2 separate regions of the Rattus norvegicus genome follow, and region 2 is linked to region 1. A link is a contact called in public Hi-C data. All regions are on one chromosome and are shown on one strand. Each heading gives the region's core, a stretch centred on a gene start, on an enhancer-like site or on the middle of the called end of the contact. The rest is flanking DNA. Distances are from core to core; before and after follow the strand shown. Region 1 overlaps Lmo7 (LIM domain 7). Region 2 overlaps Lmo7 (LIM domain 7).

Region 1 (4,212 bases), core at 490-2,989:
TCCTGAGAGGGAGGGAAACCTTAGTGAACATTGCCTTTGCTCCCTCTCAGACCATGGCCGGATTTTTTTTTTTCCCCTGTCTCCGTCTCTCTCTGTCTTTGTCTCTCTTTTCTTAAATGGTTTTGCCTGTGCCAAATTTAAATCTTCAGAACTTAAGATTTAAAAATGAATCATAACTACTCGTTGTGCGTCCTGTTGGGTGCAGGAAGATCACCAGACATCTTTGGGCGACATTCCCGACTTCAGTAACCTTTTGGTCTGGGATAGAAAAGAATGGTCTTAAGAAACGGTGAATTAAAGCTAAATGGTATTATAATTACCCAGCGGGTGGTTTAGTAACTTGGTGTCCCATAGATGTTGGGAGGAAAGGATCGCAGTGTTTGGGGAGGCCTTGGAGAGATGCCATTTAAATTTTGGAAACGGAGGAGGGAAAGAAAGAACTAGGTTTGGGTGGAATCGAGTTTTTCATATATGGGGGCTGAGAGGTGAGGAGCCTGAGTGTATTGGTTGATGTGACTTTCGGAAAGCCAAAGCAAGATGGCTATTTTTAAGGAGTGCAAAGTCGATTTTGAAATGTATCCAAGAGTCAGAAATGAAGGGTGAGCCATCCATCCATCCGTCAGAGGAGACTGGATTCATATCTGTGCTGGAAGCCGACTAGAACCTGTGTGGTTGGGGTATGTGGATCTGGAGCGATGAGGAAGGACAAAGACTCTGAGATTTGAGTTTGGGCAGTGCAGAAAACGTAAATCCCAGGATTTCCACAGAAAGTGAGGTGTGCTTGGCTCTCAGAGGGCTGTTCCCCCAGTTGTATTGGAGGTGAGGAGTGGGGCAAGATTCTTCTAGATGACGTACTCCTCTGGGAGAGTAAAGTTGAGGCAGGATGGCCTCCAAGGACCGGCCAGAGCTACATGTCTAAAACAATTTGCTGCTTGCAGTTTGCCACCGTGAGAAAACATTTGTAAGGCGGGCGAGCCCCAGAGTTTGAAGCAAGGAAGTGGTTCACAGCCCAGGTGAAGCAAATCTTCCTTTGGAGCCTTCACGATTAACCCATGCGCTCCCGCTTCCTAAACAGTCCAATCCTGCCACAGGCTCTGCTCAGTTTGGATACTTAGTCATGCAAGGACCTATACTGCCTGCCACGTGGTAACCCTGGGCCAGGGAAGCAGATCTCTGTGTTAGCCATGCTCCTGAGCCCCAGCTCACAAGCTGGGGGAGGGAAATCGTTAAGAGGACTGAGGAGATTCTCAGAAGTCTTAAGAATGAGTACGAGTTTGACATCTGAACACTTTTTATGTCAGGATTTCTTTCTGTAAAAATGCATATACATTTCTAGTATTGAGGATGGAAGCCAGGCTTTCAACTATGCTAGGACAGTGTTGTAGCACTGAACTACGTGTCCAGTTACTCTTAATATTACTTCAACTATACTAAGTTGTTCCACGGAGGATCCCGAATCTACAGGTAAACTGATTCTATAATATACAAACGTTTACATACAAAGCGTCAAAAATCTATCCGAGTGGTCCAACAATGGTTCTGTGGGAACACAATGAAGGCTACACTTTTGTGGCATTATAAAAATATTTCCCACTTTCACCCAATACCACCTTAGATTGCGTTTTAAACCTCAACATGAGCTGTTTTGTTGAAATACTTTTTAATAATGTGCCTGGATCTGGTCATTAACATTTTAGACTCCTGCAGTACTGAGAATGTGCCAGACAGTGGCAGCAGAGAGCAGAGACGGATTTCAGGCTTAGTTTCGTTTGCCTCCATAGAGGTGACGGTTGGTGCAAATTTGTTCTCTCATAAGGAAGCCCGAGGTACCTGTTCAAAATCAAACACATACCGGCGGGATCCGGCCTTCATGGCAGGTCCTAAGTCCTTCTCATCCAAACAGTTCTTCTCAGAGTCAGGTCTCAGTGACACCCTGAGTCAGAGAATTTCTGGGCCAGCCCAAGTTGTTTGAATCAGAATTTTCCAGAGAAAGGCCTAGGGATTAGGTTATGTTTCACTAGCTCCATAGGCAGCTAATCTTAGACTCAGTTAGAGTTATTCTATGGAATGAATATCGTGTCTATGAGGTGGTGTTCACAAACCAGGCAAGGAGGCAAAAGGGCAGCGAGAACATTCCCCCCCCACCCCCCCATGGCTCAGGGTCAGTCACTCTTGGTTGTGAGGTAATGCTGTCCAGATACTGTTCTCTGTTTTCAAAGGGAAGCCATTACTGCACCAACATTGCTAAGGGAGGTCCTTGGGTTGCCCCAAGAAGGATTCCTAAGGTCATCAGTATTTGGGGGAGGAAACCCAATTAGTTAATTTCTATGGGTCTATAATGTATGTGGTATGTTATATGTCTTAAGCTCCAAAATGGTATTTAAGAATTATTCTCTAAGTTTTAAACAAATCACTCCAGTAAGTACAAATGAAACTAGTTCTTGGTCGAGCATATTTTAGATGAGTAAGTTAAACTTTTGAGGTAAACCGCAAATGTGATTGAGACCTCCGAAGGCTCGGAAAGAGTCTAAGGAGAAGAACTCACCATGTAAGTTGCCTGAGGAAGGGATTTCTTAACAGTTCTGTTGTTGGAAGCGTGGCTCACTGCAGAAGACAGCTAATGGGCGTCTGTACACCCAAGTGCTGGGGCCCTATTTGTTAATGCTCTTAGGTGTGTTTTAGGTTTCATGTGTTGAAAACACATGAAGTAAGTAAGGAAAAAAGATAATAAATGGGCCGAGGAGATCTTAATTCTGTGGAATTGTCACTCACAATGCCAAGGACACACAGTGACCTTTTTTGTCTGGCGTCTTTCCTTCTACCTGTTTCCAAGAGTCATCTGAGTGATGTTTCGCTATATGGTTTTCATTGTAGTCAGTTTATTCATTCACTGGTTGATAAACTTTTGGGTTACACCCACTTCTTATGCTTGCCATGAGCGATGCTCCGTAAATATAAATGTTTGTGCCAGAGAGTTCATGCAGAGAAAAGGTTTTCATTTTCTCTGAGTTCAAAGTGGGCACAGAATTGTAACCTTGTCTTTGCCTCCTGGGAATTCATTCATTGCTGAGTTGGTTGTTGGAAGCTTGACAAGCAGATTTCTGAGGAACTGCATCGCTGTCGATTAGCACCACAGACAGACTTAGGAGTAGACCTCCGAGGAGAATCGTGAGCAGACATGCTTATGTCACAGACATACGAACTCTGTCTCTCAATGCCAAGCTTACACCGAAGTCACCGAAGGGTAGAACCTCAATTCGAAGTCCATGTAGGACTCTTCAACCTGTAACTGTGATGTAGACACACCATTTCTGAAAAGGAATGTTTCCCACAGTGATGACTCTCACGGGAATTCACGGGGAGGTGAGGCACGTCCTTGTTGAGACTTGTCCTTGTGTGTGAGACATTTCTGCACAAAACAGCAGCATCTTTTGACTCCCAAAAGCCCGTGATTATATTAAGCATTATAACTATACTTAAAATATTCTGATAATGGATCTTCACATCCACTTACGACGTGTAGACCTGCTACTTAAAAACTCGTTGATCTGGGAAAAATAACTCCTGCACTAGTCAGGGCTTTGGGGAGACTTTTTCTCGACTTTTTTTTTTGGTTCTTTTTTTCCGGAGCTGGGGACCGAACCCAGGGCCTTGCGCTTCCCAGGTAAGTGCTCTACCACTGAGCTAAATCCCCAGCCCCTTTTCTCGACTTTTTGAATACTTTCTGTACCACTTGCTACAGGTTAAATTCGAGTATGGACCTACGTTTGGAGACAATTTATTCTTTAGACGTAGTAACGTAGAACTAGAATGTGTGAAAAGAGCACCTTTGGGGAGTTGGATGTTTTCAGAGACCTTAACTTGCGTCTAAACAGGGCTCATGTAGTCTTGGCTTTTGTGCCTACTGTCAGCACTGAAGGGAATCTTCCTTTCTTCTCATAGTTTTACTTAGTTCTTCCCACTTGTGTTTACCTCTGGGCTCCATTGCTACAGTCACTTAGAGAGATTAGCTTAGACTATAAGATTAAAGTGGGTTATGGCACTTGGGGTGTAACTTGTCCTCCGTCAGAAATTACTTTGCTTCTTTGCGCAAGGCGTTTAGCCCAGCTGGCATTCAGCTTCATAATGGCTGAATGAGAACCTCGAGGGTTTAGACTCTTTATTTCAGATTTTGCTATCTCTTTCCCTGTGTGGGCCCCTGGGTCTGGGGAG
Region 2 (3,900 bases), core at 412-2,911, 140 kb after region 1:
AACCATATTGTTTCCATTTTTGAGGACTGTTACATAGTACATAGTATATACGCCTGTATTAATGTACATATGCAAATTTGTACGTATGAGTTATTATTTCCTTCCATATCTGAGAAAAATCTGTAAGGACACACAATTCAGGGTTGCTGCTTTGCAGGATTAGGGCGGATATGGAAAGAAAGTAAGGGAATAAGGACCCTTTGCCCACTCTCAGAAGACCCTTCTGTGCTTCTTGACCCACTCCCTGTGGAGAGTTATATTGTAACGCTGCATTGCATACAATGTTAAGCTAAAAAAAACCCCTCTATTGTTTAAGCTTCTGGCAGGAAGAAAGACTTAAACACACTAACAAAATCAACAGTTAGAGAGGCATGCACAATCCAGAGCTAGCTTTTGTAGAAGAGCTAATCCTGTATTCAGGGTATCTTCTATTTCCTGCTATGTGGACACTGAACAGTTGCTGACACATAGGACTTGGGGTGGCAAAAGGGAGTGTCTGGGAGGCAGGCCTGGGTTGCAGAGGGTTCAGGGGACTTTGGTTTGAAGCCAGGGCCTCAACCACGAACTCCTGATCTGGTCAGGGTAACTTGTGTGAGATTAAAACCACCCTTGTACTGTTGTGTGAAAATTAAGTGAAATACGTCTGTGAAAATACTTCAATACTTATGTGCTTAAAATGTATTTTCTGGTTGAATTTTAAAAGACTGAGGTTTCTATGTCTAACCTGTTGTTTAGGGATGACTGACTGCTAGTATTAACTTTTCTTTAAGAAGTCGTTTTCTTCCCACTTGATACTTGGTCTTTTGTCTAAGAACCACTCCAGATAAGGTTATTGAATATGAAATGCTACAGTACCTCTAGTGTAGAATGATTTTATTGTTAAAGATATATGTAACTGGAACTAGATTAGTTGCAGCCCAGAAAATACATAAAGGGGGCCTTACATTGACCACCATGGTGCGTCTGTTAGGTGACCTCAATCTGAGTGACTCATGTTACTCCTGTGACCACCTCCTGTGTTTCAGAGGGGAGTCTCTGGACAATCTGGATTCCCAGCGGCCAGGATCTTGGAGGCAGTCCTCCTGGCACAGCCAGCCTGCAGGAGTCTACGCATCTTCCTCTGTTCAAGACTTTAGTCGCCTGCCACCACAGCTGTTGTCCACGTCAAACCGTGCCTACATGCGGAACCCATCCTCTGCGGTACCGCCTCTAGCTGGCTCAGTGAAGACCTCCCCGGGGTCTCCCTCTCCACGTAGCCATTCTCCTTCGATGTCACAGTCAGGCTCTCAGCTACGTAACAGGTAAGGCCTCTTGTGCAGTCCCCTTGTCTTAGTTTTATGGATGTTCCTTCATTGAAACATCCCCCAAATGACCCAGTAAAGAAGAAAACCAAGTCCTCTTGAGTGCATGGAATTTGGTGTTTCTGTATCAAAGCCATTGAGAAGGCTTTCTCCTGCCTCTGTCTGCTGCCTGCCCAGTGTTTACAGATGTCTGGTAAAGGTACTGAAGACCGTCAACATGTTTGCATGTTGGAGGCTCTCTGTTGCCTGTGCTTTTTGGTCAGTGTCTCAGATGGTAGATTTGTCTGGATATATCACCATGTGGCATCGCCAAATGATACAGTGGCTCGAGAATGCTTGTCATATTTATGAGCGAGAGCAGTATTATGAAGTGTTGGACTTTTAATGGCACTGGAATAGAAATTCATTGGAATGGAATGTGAAAGAAAGTCATGATAAAATGGCGGCATAGCAAACTGATTTTTTTTTTTTTTTTAAAGAAACATCCTGTAGGTTTGATCTTGTGTTTGGAGTCTTGGATTGCTTTGTCTGTTACCTGATCTGCTAGCATTCTGCTCAGGCCGCATCACTTGGCTCCTGTAGTTCATGTGTTATATTGGGAGGTGGGAAAGTTAGGTAGCATCTTGAATGGCTACTTGCCTCTGGGCTATGGGGGGTGGGGCTGATGTTTGTGTGGGTTGTGTTTTCAGATGTGCACAGTCCTCTGTTGTGATCCTAAAGGAGTTCTAGTTTCCATCACAATTAGAGGTAGAAATCCATTTCTATTTGGATACTTTTTAAGCTGTGAAGTATTAGACTGAGATAAGAAAATACTTTCTATCAGTCCAAAATAATGTTACAGTTACCAAGATCCACAAAATATGTTAGGGTGTTGAATTAAAGGAGAAGGGGTGAGGAGGACTTACAGTCAGTTTCTTGGGGTTGATGGAATTTGCAGAAGTCACTCACTCTCCCACTGGGGCCCCATGTGTGAGAATAGGACAGGGGAGGGCTAGGGACAAGTCTTGGGATTTTCTGTGCAGGGAAGGTCTGTGTCCAGCAGGTGGCTCTCTTCTCCTCCAACGCTCAATAGCCACACCCCCCACTCCTTAGTGGGACTGTAGTACTGTGCTCCTTCTGGAGGGGTGGGACAGTAAGGATGAGGATGAAGGGTTGTCCCTTTAGCCCTAGGAAACCCCCATCCCGGGCTCATCTGCAGCTCTTAGGCAATGTGACGTCATTCTCAACAGAGGTGGAGTCAAGAAGGTGTTTAGATTTCTAACCAGAAAAATGAGTAAGAAGGGGTAAAAAGTAATTTAGAGACGGCAAACTACAGAGAATCAGATGGCCCCAAGGGTGGAATGCCCAAGTGGAATTTTGTGTATTGGCCAACTGAATTAGCAAAAGGATGTAAAAGATCAGAGATTCTGGTGAGTCCATTCGTAATCAAAGGGGAATGCCATCAAAGTCGCAAATGGACGAATCGCATCCCTAGGGCCTCCATCGAGACAGTGCAAGATGTAATGAAGTCATGCTTTAGTTGGCTGCTGAAGGTTTCTCTCCCACAGATATACAGATCCTTTCTTAAGTTATATCTTCGTTGCTAACAATGCTGAGTGTGACTTTAAATGCCAACCTTGCACAGCACAGGTGAAAGCCTCCGTTCCGTTCTTGTTCCATGTCTAGGTCAGTGAGTGGGAAACGTGTGTGCTCCTACTGTAATAGCATTCTGGGCAAAGGAGCCGCCATGATCATCGAGACCCTGGGTCTTTGTTATCATTTACATTGTTTTAAGGTGAGCCTGAGTCAGAGAGCTTGCCAGCCCGGCGGGCCCACCCACCATGCCACGCCCCGTCACGCCACGCTTTGCTTGGAGAACGCATGGCTTCTGTGAGCCCCCGGGGTTGCGGATGCGCCACTAACAAGCTTGGTGCTGTTATTTGTTGGTCTGTGCTGCGCTGGCATTGCAAATCGCTTGCTACTACTTAGTTCTCAAGGCTGGAATCTTCTTATAAAAGTCAGTCTGGAAGGCCCATGCTTTTTGTAGCTCTAATTTGCTAGGATTCTATAAATAAAATTTACAGTGCACAGTGTGTTCTCCAGCCTGCTGCCATGGGTAGACTTAGAATTTAATTTACCAGTGTTATTAGCAACATGGAGACATGCAGTTATCAGTGTCTCAAACGATAGCTTTTAATAGTGTCTGGAAGGAAAACCGCTGTAAATATTTTTACAATTGCACAGCCTGCTTACTCCTGATAATTTTTTTTTTCCTATATAGGAAAGGGTCAGGCTGTAATTCTTTGTTTTACAGTGTCTGCCTATAAACACACACCAGGTTTAATTTCTGGAACTCTCTTTGGGCCAGAAGAAAGTCTCCCCAGTTTTGATCCTGAAATTCCAAAGTTAGCAGCTTGCCTAAGCATGTATCGTATACATGTAGAGCAGAATGAGTGAAAACAGGGTTTGAAAACACACACACACACACACACACACAGAGAGAGAGAGAGAGAGAGAGAGAGAGAGACAGAGACAGAGACAGAGACACAGAGAGAGAGAGACAGAGAGAGAGAGACAGAGAGAGAGAGACAGAGACAAAGAGAGACAAAGACAGAGACAG

What was found. A called contact is a pair of places that touch in the nucleus more often than the background predicts.
Region 2: a Hi-C map of the A7r5 cell line shows a contact between it and region 1, with 4 times the contacts expected there. The contact joins two enhancer-like sites. A contact is called at or near these places in 2 of 12 Hi-C or Micro-C datasets (the A7r5 cell line and hepatocytes).

Annotation. Positions count from the first base shown.
Region 1 is chr15:85,035,417-85,039,628 of GRCr8, forward strand. All of the region lies in intron 1 of Lmo7 (LIM domain 7), which reads left to right. Among named protein-coding and RNA genes, the nearest start is that of Lmo7, 56 kb to the left of the region's middle. Within about 2 kb of position 1,740, at least 15 of the 93 cell types and tissues checked have an H3K27ac peak or open chromatin away from gene starts, as enhancers often do. A contact at or near this core is called in the A7r5 cell line, where this site is marked.
Region 2 is chr15:85,177,965-85,181,864 of GRCr8, forward strand. Lmo7 (LIM domain 7) reads left to right here. Exons shown (of 31, transcript NM_001001515.2): 28 at 1,026-1,301; 29 at 2,967-3,075. Among named protein-coding and RNA genes, the nearest start is that of Lmo7, 200 kb to the left of the region's middle. Within about 2 kb of position 1,662, at least 2 of the 93 cell types and tissues checked have an H3K27ac peak or open chromatin away from gene starts, as enhancers often do. A contact at or near this core is called in the A7r5 cell line, where this site is marked.